4 separate regions of the Mus musculus genome follow, and all the other regions are linked to region 1. The links are chromatin contacts, called in public HiChIP or PLAC-seq and promoter capture Hi-C maps. All regions are on one chromosome and are shown on one strand. Each heading gives the region's core, a stretch centred on a gene start, on an enhancer-like site or on the middle of the called end of the contact. The rest is flanking DNA. Distances are from core to core; before and after follow the strand shown. Region 1 holds the start of Col16a1 (collagen, type XVI, alpha 1). Region 2 has its middle 26 kb from the start of Ptp4a2. Region 3 holds the start of Serinc2 (serine incorporator 2). Region 4 holds the start of Ldc1 (leucine decarboxylase 1).

Region 1 (2,967 bases), core at 273-2,772:
GCTTGCCGCTGGGTTGAGGAGAGGTCTAGAGGGTTCTAAAAGATCACAGAGGCAGAGAAAGCAAGGGGCCATGAGCAGAGGCAATTTATCAAAAATGTTTCACGAATCCCAGGGCTGTGTTCTGCACTGGTGCATAGTGGCCCAGTACCTGGAGAGCTGTGCTCAGCTGAGCCCAGGTTAGCCCTGCCAGGCACCTACAAGGTCAGGGGCTGAAGACTGGACTGAGTCTCTTGGCAGAGATCACAGGGCTGTGTATGAGCCAAGAAAGCTTCCCCTTGTGTGTACAGGGGCAGGAGAGCAGGTCACCAGGGCTCAGGACCCCGTTGCCAACCTCTCCCGCTGATGGATGCTCGTCTTTTTGTTTTATTAAACCCTGATGGATGGGCCCAGATAAATCAATGCAGGCTCAGCAAGTGGCCAGCAGAGTCATATATCATCTGGCCCCTTCTAGGACAGGCAGATCATGAGCACACAAAGCCATGTGTATCAATACAATACACATAGGCTTATAGGCACATAGGTGCCGGGACTGTGCAATCAAACCTAGCTGCAGGCAAGCGAGCTAAGAGACATGAGAACTGATAAGCCCAGTTTACATACATGCTCCTGTCCAGAGCCAGACTATGAGCACCCTCCAGGAGGCTCTTCTGTTGGTACTTTCTTAGGCAAGTCAGATTTTGTACGGTGCCATGCTTACTTATCTCCCTTATTGCTGGATACAGAATAAAGGATGCCTTCACGCATGCGTGTGTGTGTGTGTGTGTGTGTGTGTGTGTGTGTGTGTGTGTGTATATATATATATATATATGAGGCTGGACTCTTGGGATGGATCTGTGCCCCCACCTCAGTCATCTCCCATCCTAGGGGTGTGCATCCCCCCCACTCTCCAACCCCAGCCTGACCTTCCCTTCCTGACAGCCAGTGGAAAGGTAGCCGACTATGAGCAGCATGTGGGTGCATGTGGAGGCGTGAACATAGAGATGGGCTCAACATGTTCACCACTCTGGCTCCTACTCCCAGGCCTCAGATTGAGTGAAGGGCTTGTAGGGATGAGCTAGAGAGATGCTTCCAAGGAGACCCCGCCCCCCTCAACACAGACACAGATGGAGGCAGAGACAGCAGGACCAGCATGGAGTTTCCAGATCACCCCACGGCAGAAAAAGAGCACTGAGGCCCTCAGAGAGGGCTAGCCACTTGCCCCAGGTCACATAGCGAGTCAGTAGCAGAATATGCCCTTTCAGCTCAGAGGGAGAAGCAGCCCAGTGCTGGCCCACTTACCAACGGCCCGCGGAGCCCTTCACTGAGCAATCCTGGCAGCCCTAAGGCTGCCAGCTATGGGAAGCAGGGCCAGGGGTCCACGGCCCACAGGAGGATCCTCGATCTCTCCCTGCCAGTCTGCGCTGACCCCAGCTTTTCCACGTCCTGAGTTCTCTAGACTGAGTGCAGCGCAGCGTGCGCGCACACTCACACGCCTGCTTGCAGGAACTGCCGGCCGCTCCTGGAGAGGGAAGAGGGCGGTTCCAGGGGGCTGGGGGCCTGCCAAGAGGCTAATGGAACACAGCTGGGCCGGCCCGCCAGGCTGGAGGAGGAGGGAGACCGCGAGGGTTCGGCGGCTGCGGAGGCACTGGCCATTGGCCTGCACCGCCGCGCTCCTGGCCTGGCCCTGCGCCCGGGCCCGCCCGTCCCGCTTCCCCAGCCAGGTGAGCCTGCGGGTGAGCGGAGCAAGGCGGGACCCTGCGTGCCCAGAGCTGCCCTGGAAGGGGCGCCTGCGGCTGGCTGGCTGGCGGGAGGGAGGCCAGGCTAGGCGCGCCCGGGACCTCCTTAGTGCCCCCCCTAATTTCCTTGGCTGAGACCCCAGAAAGCTGGAGAAGACTAGAGACCCCTCCTCCATAGTCGTGGAACCCGCGACGTGGCTGCTGACCAAGCCTCGGTGGTCAGCTTTTTCCAGTGCCTGGGCCTAGCATTCCTAGGCTGTAGAACCTCTGCTTGCACTGGGAGGAGGGGATAGAGCACCACTCCCCAACCCTGTGCTAAATTAACTCCTTCTGCTCTGTCCCCATTTCTACAGAAGTAGGGTCAGGGAGTCCTCTTGGACTCCAGAAGGTTGGAAAGACTCAGATCCCTACCCCCTGCCCCCTCCCTGCTCCCTGCTTTAAGAAGACTTTTTTTTAAATTAATTTATTTTGTATGTGTATGTGCGGAACGTGTACACAGGCATAGTTGTAAATGCCATGTTGTATGTGTGGACGCCAGAGAACAATTGATGGAGTTAGCTATCTCCTTTCACAATAGGGGTTCTGGGGGAATCCCGCTAAGGTGGTCAGTCTTGGTGGCCAGCACATTTACCTGCTAAGCCATCTCCATGGCCCTCAAACTTGGTTTTGTTCTCTTTTTAACTGGATATTGAGCCTAGAGTTTGCATATTCTAGGCTAATGCTCCCCCCCCTTGGTGGTATAGTGGTATGTGTGTGTGTGTGTGTGTGTGTGTGTGTGTGTGTGTGTGATGTGTAAATTTGTGCAGGTGTACACACACATGCTTGGTGGTGGCAGCCTGTTGCCTTTAATCTCATCACTCAGGAGGCAGAAGCAGGTGGATCTCTGTGAGTTGAGGACAGCCTACTCTACAAAGTGAGTTCCAGGACAGCCAGGGCTACACAGAGAAACCCTGTCTCAAAAACAAACAAATAAACAAACAAAAAAAACAACCAAACGAAAAACCCAAACCGCTCTGTTGCTCAGGCTGGCCTTGAGCTGGTCTGGGACAGAAGCAAACCTAGAACTTTCTATTTTTAAGATAGGTTCTCACTATGTAGCCCTGGCTGTCTTGGAACTCCCTTTGCAGACCAGGCTGGCCTTGAACTCACAGAGATTCCCCCTTGCTTAGAGAACGCTGGGACTAATGATGCACACCAGCACACCCAGCCAAGCCTAGATCTTTCAACCCTCTAGCCTCAGCCTCCTGGGTAG
Region 2 (2,967 bases), core at 320-2,819, 250 kb after region 1:
CCTGCCCCCCCACCCACCAAGGAGGGAAGGCGTCTCAGAAGACCGGAGGGGGGTGGGCAGGGTGTGCGTCAGCCCTGATGTAATCTTACACTCATTTCTTGGCCCACTTCCTCCTCCTCAAGTGTTTACTGAAGCCTGAATTCCACAGAAACCTTTGGAAGTGTGTGCAGTGGCAGGCAGCGCGCAAAGCTGTCCCTGCTCCACGGACAGTTTAGGAAGAACGTGATACTCCGCCCTGGGCTCAGGGATACCGGAGAGAGAAAGCCAGTGTCAGGGGAATCCAGGGAGAGGGCTAAGGAAGGTAGACCGAAAGGAGGAGGCTTGGCTGAGAGGCTGACTTCTACCTCATGCCAGAACCCGCTTCCCGCTCTGCAGGCCCGCTCTGGGGAAAGCTAATAAATAGACTCTTTATCTGAGCGGTGCGGAGGAGGCTACCAAAAGGGGTCTCCAGTGAAGGAGCCGCAGAGGCAGCTTAGAGGCTCATCTCTTCTTTGCCAGAATTCCCAACAGAAAAGCAGCTACTTGCAAGGGCCTTGTTTTCTAGCTATTTGCCCAAGACTCTCTTCGGAGGGGCCGCTTGCTCCTCAACCACAGGCTTGACCGGATAGGCCTCCTGCAGACATCCTTAGACGTGCATAGTGGCTCGGGACTTAGGATTCCGGCAGGTATTTGCTAGCTGTCCCAGGCAAGTCATTTCCTTAGACTCTTCACTTCCTCCGGGCAAAAAAGGAGTACGGTGATAGTTCACCTCGCAGATCAGAACCTTTCCTGGCAATGTTTGCAATCTCACAACAGCCATTAGAGCAGTGGTTCTCAAGCTTCCTAAAGCAGCAACCCTTTAATATAGTTCCTCGTGTTGTGGTGACCCCCCTCCCCCGCCATAAAATTATTTCACTGCTAATTCATAACTAGAATTTTGCTACTGCTAATAATGTAAGTATCTGTTACACAGGCTATCTGATATGCGACTCCTGGGGTGGGGGTGGGGGTGTGTGTGTGTGCCCTCGCGACCGCCCCTTACAGGTTGAGCGCCACTGCATCAGATAATGGTATTCTTGTTTATTTATTTATTTTGTTTTTTGTTTTGTTTTGTTTTTTTTTTTTTTGAGACAGGGCTTCTCTGTGTAGCCTTGGCTATCCTGGAACTCACTTTGTAGACCAGACTGGCCTCGAACTCAGAAACCTGCCTGCCTCTGCCTCCCAAGTGCTGGGATTAAAGGCGTGCGCCACCACGCCCGGCTCTCTTATTTTATTTTTATTTTACTTAGGAATCAAGGCTTAGAGAGTCTTTTCTGAAGCCAGGGGCCCAACAGTGATGCTTTCGTCAATATCTAATGACTGCTTCCCAGATATCAGTAGAGATCAGGCTTCCCCACCCCCACAGCTGTGAAACCTAGTACCTCAGCTTGCTCAAGCTCCTGAGTCATGCAGCAAAACCAGCCCAAGATAATCAGGAGATCAAGGAAACTCAATGCAGAGGGGAAAACCCAGCCACAGCCACAGGCCTTCTCATAGGACAGTTCCCACTGCAGGCCCCTCCAATGAGCAAGCCAGCACCTGACACCTGGGTCCTTCCTAGGCTCTGGGACTTCCCACAGTAAGGAGTCAGTGACACCTGGCTCTCTGGCCAACAGCCACGCCTTCCCCTGGTTTGACGTCAACTCGGCTTTTGTTTTGTTTTGTTTTGTTTTGTTTTTTGAAAAGACAAGAGTCTCACTTTGTAGCTCTGGCTGGAACTCAGGCTGGCCTTAACCTCACAGAGATCCTCCTGCCTCCTGCCTCCTGGGTGCTGGACCTTTGCTTTTAAATTACTCTCTTCCCTTCCACCCCACATACCCCATTGCTGGAAGAATTGACACCCCAACCCCCATCTTCACTGTACACCCATTTCGAAGCCTCTATGGTTTCCGCTCAGCTAAGCTCTCTAATCACACTCACCGAGGGTCTGTTAACTGCCAGGCCTAAGGGCCACCTCCATCCTCTCTGTTCTAGTTTCTCTAAGCACTTGGTGCTATGCACAAGGTCTTTTATGTTATTTTATTTTTGGGTTGGGATGAATATGTATGCACATGGCCAGAGATCAATGGATACCTTTATCAATTGTTCTCCATCTCGCTTTTGGACCAGAGTCTCTCACTGACCCTGCAGCTACAGTTTAGCTAGTCTCCTCCTCCCCTTTGCTGGGATGACGGGAGAATGCCACCACACCCTGCTTTATGTGGGGGCTGGCTTTGAACTTGGTTTTTGAGCAGCAAGTACTTTACCAAGCGAGCCTTTTCCCCAATCTTTATTTTGTTTGGTATCTGAGACAGGGTCTCACTCTGTAGCCCAGACTGGCTTTAAACTCTCAGCAATCCTTCTGCCTCAGCTTTTTAGGTGGTATGATTACAGATGTAAGCCACCAAACCCTGCCGCTTTAAAACTGTCCCTGCTGGGCTTCTGCAAGGACTCTGCTCCTGGTGGTCCTACTGTGCTCCAAACTCTAAGCATTGTTCCTCAAGGTCACCTCCTCTTGCCTTCCTCATCCTTCTCACAGTTAGCCTGTGACTGTGTCCCTAACGCTTCCTTCCTTGTGGTGACTTAGTCCGGTATCTCAAGCTCTCATTTTTCCTCCAAAGGGCGCTTGCTAGGAAATTGCCTTATCTCCTATCCGCATGACCTTAGCCACAGCATGGGAAACTCAACATTGCCAAAATCACCAAAAACTCACCAAACCCAACCTCCGTTTCTCCTCCCCAGACCTGCTCCCCTACTATGTTCTCAATCTTTCATGTTTTGTTTGCTTGGGATTTTCTTTTCATTTTTGTTTTGAGATAGGGTTTAATTACGTAGCCCTGGTTGGCCTAGCATGCTCAAGAGATCTGTCTGCCTTTGCCTCTTGAGTGCTGAAATGAAAGGCATGTGCTAGCTTGTTTTTGGTTTGCTGAGACAGGGACTCTTGTAGCCCAGGCTGACCTTGAACTCATG
Region 3 (2,967 bases), core at 179-2,678, 230 kb before region 1:
GCCAGGTGCTGTATGAATCACTCGGGGAAGCAGTTAGGCCGGATCTTTGGCCCCTGCGGCCAGCCAAACCTATGGACTTCCTTCCCTAACATTATCTGGTCTAGAGTTGGTGGGGGAGAAGGCTGGGGTGAGCTACCATAATTACAGAACTCTGCTGCTGCGCCTCACACCCGATCCTGGGGATGACCTGCCAGGATGCCCTCTCACCCAGTGACCTCCTTAGCTAGGAGGTCATGGCTGTACACAGATAGGGAGTGAGGAGTGCTGAACAGAGTGTGTGTGTGTGTGTCTCTGTATGTGTCTCTCTCTGTGTGTATGTGTCTCTTTCTGTGTGTATGTCTATCTGCCTCTGTCTCTGTCTCTCTGTGTGCAGTGCTGAGCAGTGAGTGTGTGTGCCTGTGTGTATCTCTGTCTGTCTGTCTGTCTCTCTTATGTGTATATGTGTGTGTGTGGAGTGCTGAGCAGTGTGTGTGTGTGTGTGTGTGTGTGTGTGTATTTGTCTCTCTCTCTCTGTATATCTATCTGTGTTTCTCTCTCTCTCTCTCTCTCTCTCTCTCTCTCTCTCTCTCTCTCTCGTGTGTGTGTGTGTGTGTGTGTGTGTGTGTGTGTGTGTGTGATCCAAGACAGGTCCAGAGTTTGAAGACAAGGTGGATGGAGAGGAGAGGGTCTAAACAAGTACGAATCTGGGGCCTTAACAGGGATGGGAATGACACAGGCTTTTATTCATGGAGCAGTTGCTGTGTGTTCTAACAGCCCCATGAGGTTAGCACCTTTAGTTTCAATAGGGGAAACTGAGACTCAGAGAAGCAAAGTAGCCTCCCTTATCCTCCCTCTGTCTGTCCTTCTCTTCTTTCTTTCCGTAGGCAGGATCCCATGTAACCCAGGCTGACCTAGATCTGGCTATGCAGCCAAAGATAATTTTGAATTTGTGATTCCTGCCTCCTGAGTGCTGGGTTACAGGCGAGAGCCACCATGCCCAGTTTTATGTGGATCAAACCTAGGACTTCATGAATTCTCTGGAAACACTCTACCGACTCAGCTACATTACCATCCCCCCACCCCCTTGCCTAGTAATTTACCATTGAGCACCCATAGATTGGGCCGAGGTTTTCCGCCAAGATCCAAGGGCATCAGGGAAGACCACCTCTTACTTCCTCTAACAATGACAGTATTTGGGGTCGGTCACACAATGGCTCCTATGAAGTTCAAATCCAGATGTATTTCCAAATCCTCGCTTTGGTTCAGCAGACAATCCTAGCTCAGAGTTGAGTTGGGCTGTGCCCCTGTCGTTGCTGGACTTTCCCCATCTCAACCTCTTTAGGAAATGTCTGGCGCCAGTACCTGTCCCAGGTGAGTCCTAGGAGGCCCCGAGCGTCGCCGGAAAGTGACGAGCGGCTTCGGCAGGTGGGGCGGGGCTGGGGCGGGGATGGGTTTGGGGTGGGGCCAGCCAAGCGCCTGGAGTCCCACCGGATCCGGGATCCGAGGCCGGTGCCCCGAGCCCCGCGCCCCTCACCGCCATGGGGGCCTGTCTCGGGGCCTGCTCCCTGCTCAGCTGCGTGAGTGCCCACCTCGTCCCTGCCGCGGCCCCGCTCACTTTTTCTCTACCTTCTTCCTCCAAGTACTTTCTTCTTTTTGCTTCCTCCAAACTTGCCTTTCAGAGGCCCCACCGATGCCCTTCTTATCCTCATCCCCCAGCTGCTCCGCTTCGGCCGCGGTGCGCTGGACAGCTGGTGTCGCGGCTCGGGTGACCGCGGGGGAGGGGTGGGGCGCGGCCGGGCGCCTTTGGCGCCGTCACTCCGAGAACCGGGATACTGAGGCCGGCAGCGGGTGCGGGGAGCCCCGCGGCCATTGCGCGCTCCCCAGCTCAGAGCACCCCCAGGTTGCGTGGCGCGTCTCTCTCCAGGGCGCGGGACTCTTTGTGTAACTGGTAGGGTCCCGGCCCCGCTGAGCTTACTGTCTTTCTGGCAGAGCGTCTGTCATTCTGTCTGCCCCTGTCGCCTGGCTTAGTCTGTTCTTTTGTGTTTGTCCCGTTCACTTCTCTAGGATTCGGGCACTGTCTGTCTGTCTGAACGTCGTCGTAACCAGCTCCGTCTGCATCCTCTTTCGGCGCGCAGTCTGGCCCGCTCACTCTAGGGCACCCCCCCTGCAAGCGCTGGACCCTTTCCCTCCAGCTCGAGCTGGAAAGGAGATGGGGGTTGGGTAAGAAGGGTGGGCAGGAGCCCCCCCCCCCCCATCCCGCTCTTGAGCGAGGTTGGTGTCGGTTGTCACTGACTACCTGTGCCAAACTTTGGATTTGGAAAGATCCAGAAATTGAGGGAGGTTGCGTGTGTCCACCTGGTCGCCACTGTTGGGGACCAGGCGGGAGGCCAGCTCTGTTTTGGGGCAGCAACCAGCACAGGGGAGGGGACCCGGCCGGCCATAACCGGCCGGGAGGCCCCCACTTCCCCAGCCCCCTTTCTTTTCCTTCTTCCCCTCATTAAATCTGAGGCTCTTTCAGACAGCTCCCTCCCCTTCTGGCCCCACACAAAGAGGGGCGGAGAGGGCTCCCGCGGCTGGCTGCTGTAGGAAGGTTCGTTCAGGACTTGCATCCTTTGTCCCTGATTTGTGTGCGTGTTAGGAGCGGGTGCCCAGGAGAGAGCTGCGCATCTAGAGGTTTTCTTTGTAGCCATTTTCTGAGAGTGAGCTCAGTCTGGGGAGGCAGTGGCGTGGGTCCCTGGACACAGCTCTTGTCCTCTCTTGGGCCTCTCTTTCCACTGAAGTGGGGGGGGGGGGGAGAGGGAGAGACGGGTAGAGGGAGAGAGGGAGAGAGAGAGAAGCTTGAACAGGAGATCAGAGTAAGGCTATTCCTTGCTGATGCTCATACCCCTTCCTGGGACGGGTTTGCTTCCTGGTTAGGGAGGGAGACGTTCCCACTCACAGACCATGATTCCCATCTGGTCTTGCCTGGTTACCCGTGTCCTACTGGGA
Region 4 (2,967 bases), core at 314-2,813, 170 kb before region 1:
AAGTTGGAGCGACATGGACAAGTTTACCATCCCACTTAAGTAGGTATCAGACAGCAAGAGTTGCCATGAGATCCCAGCACACTCTTCAGCCAGCTGGGCCACCTGATACTAGAGTTTGGGGGTTTCAATTCTACATCAAGGCTTACCTGCTCTATAGTGTGACTTGGACATCTCTAGGGAAGAAGGGAAAGGGTTTCTGGGCTCTCCTGCTTTTGAAGGTAGCCAGTGCTTGCTTTCCATAGGCATCCCCATCTACCCTGAACACCTGTCAGTGCACACCTTGGAAGGTGTGATCCCGCCTGAAGGTTGGGGCTGAAGGTGGGTTTCCTGTACCCTGAGATCTTGTTGGGACTGGATTTCCTCAAAAATATTGCCCTAAAACCCAGATAGCAACATCGTCTGGGCTCTCTGAAAAAGAGAAAGTAGGTCATGATGGCCATAGGATGAGTCATGTGGAAAAGGGTCATGAACACAGTCCCTACTATAGACCAGAAGCTGTGGGGTGGTGAGCTGTGATAGGCAGCCTGGTCCCTGGTTGAGCTCAGGCTTAAAACCCGGGTGACCCAGCAGGTGACTGTGCCTGCAAGGAAAGGCAGACTTTTGGCCACACCCCTTAGGCTCCTGTCTCCTGTCACGTAGCTACAGCCTCTCATAGCCACCCCCCTCCCCCCATACCCCCTACCCCCACCCCTCTGCCTCGGAGAGGTCTGTGGCCATCAGTCATGTAGGAGCAGCACCAAGCCCTCCCACATGCAGCTCTCAGGCCAAGCCAATGAGAAGAACCTGCTGTCAGACCCTGACCCACCCCACAACTGTATATAAGAACCCTATCTAGGAGGAATAAAGGTGTGAGAACTACTCCATCATCTGAGAGCTTCTGTCATAAGAGCTGTAACACTGCCGCTTGGGAAGAAGTCTGCTCTCGAAGCATCACCTGAAGCTCCCCTGCACTCCTCACTGGCTAGTCAGCCTCTCCTTGGCCCAGCTCATCACCTTGGGGCCCAGCAGCTGGTCTTGAACAAGAGTTGTCAATCTTGGTAAAGAGGGAGGGTAATTCCCACCCCTTCTATTACTGGTCATTACTGGTACCCAAGAAGGCTTTCTGTTTCAGATTGGGAGGCCATCAGACCTGGCTTTCCCAGGGCCTCTTCTGGGTGAGTTCTGCTGTTCTTGTAGCTCTGCTTCCCTGACACTCAGGGTTTCACCCTCAACCAAGCCATCATCTGGGGCTGAAGTCATCTGCCTCCAGCTTTGCTGTATGGATGGCTGCCTTCCTGCACCTCTGTTTTAAGACATAAAAATACCAGAGTTCTAATCCTTTCTTTGCCAGACATGATTTCTGTGCATTCCTTTAATTCCACCCCTTTAATCTCTTTAATCCGATTTAGGGCCAGAGTAACTGAGTAACTGAGTAACTGAGTAAGGGATTAACTGGAGTAACTGAGAGAGCAACGGTGGAGACAGAGGTGGAGCCAGCTACAGCAGTGGAGGCAACAGAGACAACTCCTCCTTTCTGCTTGCATTCTCTCCTCTTTGCCTGAACCCTCGTACCCGGCTGGGCCAGAGATCTCTGTGGAAAGTCTCCAGTACACAGGCCCACAAGAAGCCCTGTGGCTGCTGGGGACCCCACTTTAGTCTGAGGGTTCTCTGGCTGTTCCAGGGAACCCCAGGTGCCACCAACTACTCAACCTGAGGCAAGTCCCTTTCTTTCCGTGTTGGACATAGGTCTCACTTCTAATCTCTTGTGACTGATCTAGAGTTGGATTCTGCCATTCTATTGCATCTCCATTTCTCATCTTGAGTGGGAGGGTGTGGGAAGGGGCCTGGAGGAGAGTCACACACTCTCTTCTGAGGGAATGGTTGCTGTGGCTTGCTTGTCATCTGCCATCAGTGGCTCAGGCCACGTGCTATCAGCGGTCTACTATAAAGCTTGAAAAGATCAGTAGGACTAGGTGGAGTTCATGGGACTTAATGGGACCCAGGCTTCAGTGACTTGGCTGTCCTAGCTATGGGAGGGACAGGAGGAAAAGACTGGGTCCACAGAGCTGTCCTTTCTATGGTGCCAGGACTGTGCCCAACAGACACCTCAACTAGAGTCTCAAGGATGAACACCCCCTCTGAGGTCAAGAAGGATCTGCTGGGAGTTGCAGAACACCTGAGGCCATCAGAGCCCATCACCTTGGGGCCAGGGGCATCTGCCTGGCAGCTGGTCTTGAAGAAGATCAAGGAGTTGTCCATCTCGGTAAGGAGGGAGGGTAATTCCCACCTCTTCCATTACTGGTCATTACTGCTGCCTGTTTCCTGTTTCAGATTGGGAGGCCATCAGACCTGGCTTTCCCAGGGCTGGGTGAGTTCTGCTGTTCTTGTAGCTCTGCTTCCCTGACACTCAGGGTTTCACCCTCAACCAAGCCATCATCTGGGGCTGAAGTCATCTGCCTCCAGCTTTGCTGTACGGATGGCTGCCTTCCTGCACCTCTGTTTCAAGATGTGAAAAGATCAAAGCTCTAATCCTTTCTTTGCCACACACGATTTCCTTGCATTCCTTTAATCCCAGCACTCAGGAGACAGAGGCAGGTGGATCTCTGTACATTCAAAGTCAGTCTGGTCTACATAGCAAGTTCCAGGACAGCTAGGGCTACATAGAGAGACCCTGTCTCAAAACAAAACAACGCCGGGTGTGGTGGCGCACACCTTTAATCCCAGCACTCGGGAGGCAGAGGCAGGTGGATTTCTGAGTTCGAGGCCAGCCTGGTCTACAAAGTGAGCTCCAGGACAGCCAGGGCTATACAGAGAAACCCTGTCTCAAAACAAAACAACAACAACAAAAAGAAAGAAAGAAAAGAATGAAAGAGAGAGAGAGAGAGAGAAGGAAGAAAGGAAGAAAGGAAGGAAGGAAGGGAAAGGAAGGAAGAAAGAAAGAAAGAAAGAAAGAAAGAAAGAAAGAAAGAAAGAAAGAAGGAAAGAAAG

Evidence for each region. Promoter capture Hi-C pulls out the DNA fragments that hold promoters and counts their contacts. HiChIP or PLAC-seq counts read pairs in DNA pulled down with a chosen protein or histone mark.
Region 2: a promoter capture Hi-C map of embryonic stem cells shows a contact between it and region 1, with 3 times the contacts expected there. The contact joins the enhancer-like site here to the promoter of Col16a1 in region 1. A contact is called at or near these places in 6 of 39 promoter capture datasets (the 3T3-L1 cell line, 3T3-L1-derived adipocytes, cranial neural crest and 3 more), 1 of 15 datasets of contacts at CTCF or cohesin (the NIH/3T3 cell line), 4 of 115 datasets of contacts at active chromatin or transcription factors (the NIH/3T3 cell line, craniofacial prominence, memory CD8 T cells and 1 more) and 2 of 9 other capture datasets (adipose tissue and liver).
Region 3: a contact with region 1 is called in an HNF4G HiChIP or PLAC-seq map of pancreatic cancer cells. The contact joins the promoter of Serinc2 here to the promoter of Col16a1 in region 1. A contact is called at or near these places in 13 of 39 promoter capture datasets (the 3T3-L1 cell line, 3T3-L1-derived adipocytes, the HPC-7 cell line and 7 more), 4 of 115 datasets of contacts at active chromatin or transcription factors (the NIH/3T3 cell line, embryonic stem cells and pancreatic cancer cells) and 2 of 9 other capture datasets (embryonic stem cells and pancreatic islet).
Region 4: a contact with region 1 is called in a promoter capture Hi-C map of embryonic stem cells, with 4 times the contacts expected there. The contact joins the promoter of Ldc1 here to the promoter of Col16a1 in region 1. A contact is called at or near these places in 5 of 39 promoter capture datasets (embryonic stem cells, hematopoietic stem and progenitor cells, stem cell-derived epiblast-like cells and 1 more), 1 of 115 datasets of contacts at active chromatin or transcription factors (embryonic stem cells) and 3 of 9 other capture datasets (adipose tissue, embryonic stem cells and macrophages).

The regions. Positions count from the first base shown.
Region 1 is chr4:130,046,395-130,049,361 of GRCm38.p6, reverse strand. It overlaps Col16a1 (collagen, type XVI, alpha 1), which reads right to left and starts at 1,522. Exons shown (of 70, transcript NM_028266.5): 1 at 1,279-1,522. It overlaps Gm12963 (a long non-coding RNA gene), which reads left to right and starts at 940. Exons shown (of 6, transcript XR_003955360.1): 1 at 940-954; 2 at 1,436-1,700.
Region 2 is chr4:129,792,648-129,795,614 of GRCm38.p6, reverse strand. No RefSeq gene overlaps it. Among named protein-coding and RNA genes, the nearest start is that of Ptp4a2, 26 kb to the left of the region's middle. Within about 2 kb of position 1,569, at least 261 of the 459 cell types and tissues checked have an H3K27ac peak or open chromatin away from gene starts, as enhancers often do. A contact at or near this core is called in the NIH/3T3 cell line, adipose tissue, craniofacial prominence and 4 more, where this site is marked.
Region 3 is chr4:130,274,047-130,277,013 of GRCm38.p6, reverse strand. Serinc2 (serine incorporator 2) reads left to right here and starts at 1,428. Exons shown (of 10, transcript NM_172702.3): 1 at 1,428-1,556. The coding sequence starts at 1,518. It overlaps Gm34957 (a long non-coding RNA gene), which reads right to left. Exons shown (of 2, transcript XR_376686.3): 1 at 1,080-2,967.
Region 4 is chr4:130,220,891-130,223,857 of GRCm38.p6, reverse strand. It overlaps Ldc1 (leucine decarboxylase 1), which reads left to right and starts at 1,563. Exons shown (of 10, transcript NM_001034872.2): 1 at 1,563-1,694; 2 at 2,067-2,242. The coding sequence starts at 2,105.